Regions from separate parts of the Sus scrofa genome. Here region 1 is linked to region 2. Evidence: chromatin contacts called from public targeted proximity ligation data. All regions are on one chromosome and are shown on one strand. The core of a region is the stretch at or near the end of the contact, and the rest is flanking DNA. Distances in the headings are between cores, read along the strand shown.

Region 1 (3,170 bases), core at 502-3,001, 260 kb before region 2:
CCTCTCGCCATAAGGTGGCATTTAAATAGAGACCTTCAGGAGTTCCCATCATGGCTCAGTGGTTAACGAATCTGAATAGGAACCATGAGGTTGCGGGTTCGATCCCTGGCCTTGCTCAGTGGGTTAAGGATCTGGCGCTGCTGTGAGCTGAGGTGTGGGTCGCAGATGCAGCTCGGATCCCGTGTTGCTGTGGCTCTGGTGTAGGCCGGTGGCTGCAGCTCCGATTCGACCCCTAGCCTGGGAACCTCCATATGCCACCGGAGCAGCCCAAGAAATGGCAAAAAGACAAATAAATAAATAAATAAACAAAGAGAGACCTGCAGGAGGTGAGGGAGTGGGTCACGTAGCAATCTGGGGAACCAGCATTCCAGGGAGAGGAAATAGCCAAGTGTCAAAATGCAGGGTGAATAGGCAAGTGTCAAAAAGGGTGAGAGTGTGTCTGATGAGTTTAAGGGACAGCAGCAAAGAGGCCAATATGGCCGTAGTGGCAAGTGAGGGGAAGAGCTGTTAGGAGAGGAGCTCTGAGAAATTAGTAAGCAAAAAAAAAATTATATATATATACATATATACACACACACATATATGTCACAGGTGTGGCCCCGAAAAGCAAAAGAAAGAAAGAAAGAAAGAAAGAAAGAAAGAAAGAAAGAAAGAAAGAAAGAAAGAAAGAAAGAAAGAAAGAAAGAAATTAGTAAGCAGCGGGGCCCAGAGCACCTTGAACCTTCAAGCCAGGATGGAAGCTTCAGTTTTTACCCCAAGGGAGATGGGGAGCTATTGCAAGGATTTGAGAAGAGAGACCATCTAACTTAAATTTATGAGCATTCATGATCTTATGGGACTCCTGGCTACTCTCTGGAAAACAGACTGTCCATGGTGGATGCTCATGAAGGCCATATGTAACATGGGACCAGATGCAAATGGTCCTTGAGGACAGCATGAGCTTATCCTTGATTGGTCAGGAAATCGGCTCGTTTGTTCTCTTTAGATTATATTCTTCTTCTCCTTTAGAGAAGTGCCACAGCTGATGAGGGTTTTCTGGCCCTAATCATTGAATGAGCCTGGAGAAACCAGACAGAACTCATGGGAAATAAACCAAGAAGGTGGCCTGCTCAACTGAAAGATACCAACTTTGCCTGTAACCATATATACCCCTAAAAGTCAAGGCAGACTTCCTGGAGGAGGGGGCCTCAACTATCCAGCGATTAATAAAAGGCAAAGCATGGCAGGAGAAACTAGCCTTTCACAGTCCCAGCACTGCCGCAATACGACTGCTGGCTCTGAGTCACCTTCAGGATGGCCCTGGCAAATGAGCACTAATAAAAAGCTTGGCTGAGACAAGGAATCAACGACTTTGACTACCTCCTCCTTCCAAGACCCTCCCCAGGCATATCTGGTAAATCCTCAGCGTTAAACTATCCAATAAAAGTTGCGGATGTCAGCACTCCACCCCTCCAAAGAATGGAATCTCTAACGGTAGAATTTCAAGCACCTGGTAAGGCCAGCTCCTAACATTCTTTAGGCTAGGGCACTTCCGGGAGCGCCTCTATTTCTATGACAAAAAAGGCTCCGCTTCCCACCTTCTTTTTCCAGGAAGGAGCGCAGAGACTGCAGACACGCGGAGAGAGGCCTGAGCGGGCGGCGAGGTTCCCGGGGTGTGCCAGCCGCCCGCGGGGTCCGGGTCCCCGCACGCAGGGGCGGCGGCCGCGCGTGCAGCGGAGGCCGGCGCTCGGCAGGGGGCGCATAGGACCCGCTCGGCGCGCCGGAGTCTGGCCTCCCCCTCCTCCCTCGTGGTCGATTCCGCTCCCCATAGCCCACAGCCCCACCGCCCAAGCGCTCGCCCAGCCTCTGGGCGTGTGCAGGCGTCCTAGGGAAGCGCCTTCCCAGGCCATCCTTCAGCCATCCTCTGCTCCCTTCCCCCGCCGCCCAGCCCTGTTTCCGGTTGTACCACCCCCTCCATAGGCCAACCCCCTTTTCCCGCAATTCCTTCTTTTCCAGGTGTGGCCGGCGCGGGCGCGGAGGTCTGGCTAGGCTGTGACCGGAGGACTTGGGCCTGGGAGTAGAGGTTTTGTGGAAAGAAGCTGCAGGTGACAGATCAGAGCCAACTTCCCCCCACACCCGGTCCTCGCCCTTGACCCGCTTGGCCCCAAATCTTGGGGCTGGGCGCTTGAGCCAAGAGTAGTGTCCTGGGCCTGGGAAAGGAGGGAAGGTGTCTGTTCTCTTTACCTGTTTGTCTGTGCGGGGCCTGGTTGGGACCAGTCAATATTTGAATGAATGAAAAAGAAAGAAATGGATTTTGTTATTCTTACCAGTTATTTTTATTATGCTATATAAAATATTTAATGGTATATAAGGCTTTCTTCTTTATAAATTTTAGTTGCATAATACACACAATTTTAATATAATGCTAATTTTTAAAGAAAAATTGAAATGTAATAGATAATACTAAATAATAAACATGAAAGCCATACAAAATGGGATAAAGTATAGAATAAATTTCCTATTTGTCTCAGCATATTTTCCATTCCACTTCTCCATAGGGAGTCACTTAATATGTTTCTTAAGATCCATGATATAATAATCAGTGTGAATGTAATTGTTTAAATATATGTATTTTATTCTGTAAAAAAAAAAAAAAAAAGAAAAAAAGAAAGAAAGAAAGAAAGAAATGGAAAGTCAGTCTCTCTGCCCAAGACTTGGCTCTGGCTGGCTCTGGGCTGGCACATGACCTCTCAGCAAGATTGACCACTTACCTTGTTCCTTACCTGTCTGTCTCCCCAAGACTATCTTTCCACACCTCACAGCATTCATTTCACCTCCCTTTGCTGCTCAAATACCCTCACTAGCCTCTGATCCAAATTTCTTCTCCTCTTGAATTCAAAGCTTCTACAGTCTTGCCACACAACATACTTAGGATGCATGTATGCGCTTCTGCTTGAATCTGCTCTCCAGCTACACTAAATCTACTCATGTTTTTCTGAACCTAACTTGACCTGGTTTTCCTCTTAGGAGTGGCCCTTCCCCTTTGCCCCTATGGCAACACCATTTCCATTGCCTCCAAATCTTTCTCTTCCTTCAGGGTCCTGCCTCAAACTCTATTCCTTTCGTTCACGAAGCAGTCCCTCACTTTTTCAGCCCAGAGTAAGTTTTCTCAGCTCTGTCCTCCTATATAG
Region 2 (3,547 bases), core at 265-2,764:
TGACTCGCCTTGGAAGGAGGGCAGGTTGTCGTCCTACACTTTCCCCTGCAAAACCCCCCACTCCTACCACTGGGGGTGCACTTAATCCCAAGCAGGGCTCAGCAGCTGTCCCTGTCCCTAGTCTTGGGCTCTCTGCTGTCCTCCCAGGGGCAGCCTCCCCATACTGAGGGACATTTGCCCCAGGCCTCTGGCCAGCCAGGAAAGGAAAAGCCAAAGAAAAGCCAAACATGCTCCACCTCATCCCCCCACGATTCAGCATGACCCATTGTCTTTGGGCCTCTCCATCCATGAAGCAAACATGGGGCCTCGAGAAAACACCCACAAGGAACACCTCCATTCCCTAAAGCCGGCCAGCCCATGTGAAACTCCTCAGGCAGGGTGGTTCTGGCTCAAATAGCCATTCCTTATGCGTGTGCCATGCGTTTTAGGAGCTGAGTTACCACGGCCGGCATCTCGTCTGGCCTCACAGTAACCCCACAGAGGGGCGGGATGAAATCACGGATGCCCCTTTTGCAGATGGGGAAACCGAGCCCCAGGGGATGAACACACTTGTGCAAGGTCCCCAGGAATTAAGACTGAACCCTCCGGCGGCCAGTCCAGGGCAGCTTCCGCTGCCCTGAGTACCTGCAGCCTCCTGGGCCTCCTCTGCCAGCCCCATTTCTGACAACGCTGGCTGCAGGGCCCTGGACGGCACTGACCTTCACTTTGCCCAGCCTCGTCTCTCCTCTCTGATCCTGCAAACAAACAGGGTAGGAGGAGGGAACCAACTTGCGGAGCACTTTCTAAGTGGTATCTCATAATACAACGACCAGCTCCTGTTCTATTGTCCGATTTTATAGATGAGAAAACCGAGGCCCAGACAGACCAGGGAGGCTCCCTGAGGCATACAAACAGGGGGTTCAGGACCCTGACTAGAACACAGACATTCTGACTTCACTCTGGCTCTTCCCTTGCCTCTAAGTGCCTCCGTTCATGCCACCAGAGGCCTGGGATGGCTCTGCCTAGGGAAGCACCAAAGCAAAACATAAGGCTGGGCTTTCTCATTCAGGCACCAGATGCTGCTTCTCTGCGGAGAACAAGCCCCTTGGACATGTGTCCAGGGCTCTGCTCAGCCCTGTCCTTGGAGACTGCCTCTGATCTGGTCAAGAACCAGCCTCAGGGTCTGCCACTCACCCCCCAACAACCATCACCCCAGGAAGAAGCCTCCTGGCGGCATCTGGCATGGGGCTTGCCCCTCCCTGGAGGATGCTGTCAGAGCCTGCCCGTGCTGTCACTTGTCCCCCACCAGCAGACATAATTATCACCAGATCTCCAGCTGCCAGTCTACAGAGCCAAGAAATAACATGCTGTGATGTGTCCCACCCTCCCAGGGTCCCTGGCCAGCCCCATGCCAGGCCCTGCTCCCCTGTGCCTTGGGCTCCTGAAGCAGAAATCATCCCACCAGTGAGGGCACAAGGCTCTCCCACCTCTACTGTCCCCAGTGACCTGAGCTGGCAGCGCTAACTGACCCTTTTCCTTTGCAGCACAGCAGGGCCTCATGTTAGAGCAAACCGGGTGCCAGAAGCTAGAACAACCTGTGCTCATCCGCCAAGTCCCAAATGGAATCAAGCCCAGGAAGCTTTTTTTTTTTTTTTTTTTTTTTTTAAATCAAATGGCATCCTCAAACCAATTTTCCTCCCAACCAGACCTGAACCCAAATGTTTTCTAAAATGACTGAGTCATGGAGTTCCTGTCGTGGCGCAGCGGAAACAAATCCGACTAGGAATGAGGTTTGGTCCCTGGCCTCATTCAGTGGGCTAAGGATCTGGCGTTGCCATGAGCTATGGTGTAGGTCGCAGACGCGGCTTGGATCTGGTGTTGCTGTGGTTGTGGTGTAGGCCGGCAGCTGTAGCTCCAATTAGACCCCTGGCCTGGGAACCTCCATGTGCCGCAGATGCAATCCTAAAAAGACAAAAGACAAATAAAATGACTGAGTCAGAACCAAGTATTTAACAGGATGAAATGAATACGCACTGAACATCCACAATGTACCAGGCATTTTCACATTCATTTCCTTATGCCAGCCACCCCATCACTGCAAGAGAGACCTGATTCAGGAGAGACCCTATTTGCTCCATTTTACCGATGAGAAAGCTGAGGATCAGGGAGGTAAGGAACGTGCCCAGGCTAGACAGGTTGTGAATGGCCAAGTCAAGATTCAAATCACTGGATGCCTGCCCTTGGCCTTGGAGGTCAGTCTGTTAATCTGCAGGATGCCAAGGCCCAGAGGCTCACCACCCACCCAGCCTCACTCGAGCTGAGCCTTGGTGTCCTTTCAGTTGCCAAGCACCAGCACTAACTTCTCCTCTGGCTAATGAAACAAGGCCCCAAGGATTCAGTTTGTTGTAGCACCTATTTTTTATGCCTTAGATCAAGATTTCAGATAGGAGTTCCCCAGTGGTCTAGTGGTTATGATCAGGTGCTTTCACCACTGTGGCCCAGGTTCAATCCCTGGTCTGGGACCTAAGACCCCACATCAAGCCCAGCACACTATGGTCATAAAATGAAGAATAAAAATAAATTTAAAAAATAAGGAGTTCCTGTCATGGCTCAGTGCAAACGAATCTGATTAGCATTCATGAGGACACAGGTTTGATCCCTGGCCTCTCTAAGGGGGTTAATGATCCAGTGTTGCTGTGAGCTGTGATGTAGGTCACAGATGTGGCTCAGATCCGGCGTTGCTGTGGCTGTGGCACAGGCCAGCAGCTGCAACCCTGATTTGACTCCTAGCCTGGGACTTGGATATGCTGCAGGTGCGGCCCTAAAAGACAAAAAAAAAAAAAAAAAAGAAAAGAAAAATTAGAAATGGCAGAATCCTGTACCTCCTGGCTACCCAACTGAGAAAATCAGGCTGATTTTGATACACGGTTCTTTTGAAAATGAAACTACGCATGTGGGTTTCATCAGGTTGAAATATTTCCTTCTGAGTTGGGGACCAAGAGTTCCTCCATGTCCCTAGACACACACACACTCCACTAGGTGGGGGGACATCTGGGACAAGGGCTATGATTTAGCTGTTTGTCATCGTATCTCCAGCGCCGAGCGGCTGGCAGACTGTCGCTGCTCAGACTAAACTGGATAGATGGGGAGATGTGTAGGTGGGTAGGCGGGTGGGCATTTTTACATGTCCTTTTGGTCCCCCAAACTCACAACTGGGTCCAAAAGACAAGTATCCTTTGGCCAGCAGTAACGCACGGCCTTTGCATTTCGGTGAAAGCATTTGCAGGGGCTTCTCTTTACCTCTTGAAAGACAAGGACTTCCCTGTTCATTCCAATCACACTGAGCACAAAACAAACGCTCTACCTACGTTAGGACCAGGTCCACACCCAGACCCCATGCACTTCTTCCCTTGAGTTCTACACCATAAAACAGGGGCTGACGCGCTCAGGAAACCCACAGACACCCTCTCCTGCAGCAGCTGCTCTGGAGACCCCAGAGGTGGAGAGCTGCGATGATTATGCCTCCTGCGCGGGTAGGGCTGGAACAGCTTTTCCTGCGGGATAATGA

What was found.
Region 1: a contact with region 2 is called in a targeted proximity ligation map of skeletal muscle. A contact is called at or near these places in 2 of 47 Hi-C or Micro-C datasets (fetal skeletal muscle and retroperitoneal adipose tissue) and 2 of 2 datasets of targeted methods (alveolar macrophages and skeletal muscle).

What each region holds. Positions count from the first base shown.
Region 1 is chr3:93,262,685-93,265,854 of Sscrofa11.1, forward strand. No RefSeq gene overlaps it. Among named protein-coding and RNA genes, the nearest start is that of EPCAM, 79 kb to the left of the region's middle.
Region 2 is chr3:93,527,822-93,531,368 of Sscrofa11.1, forward strand. The region is part of intron 8 of TTC7A (tetratricopeptide repeat protein 7A); the gene reads right to left. Among named protein-coding and RNA genes, the nearest start is that of TTC7A, 62 kb to the right of the region's middle.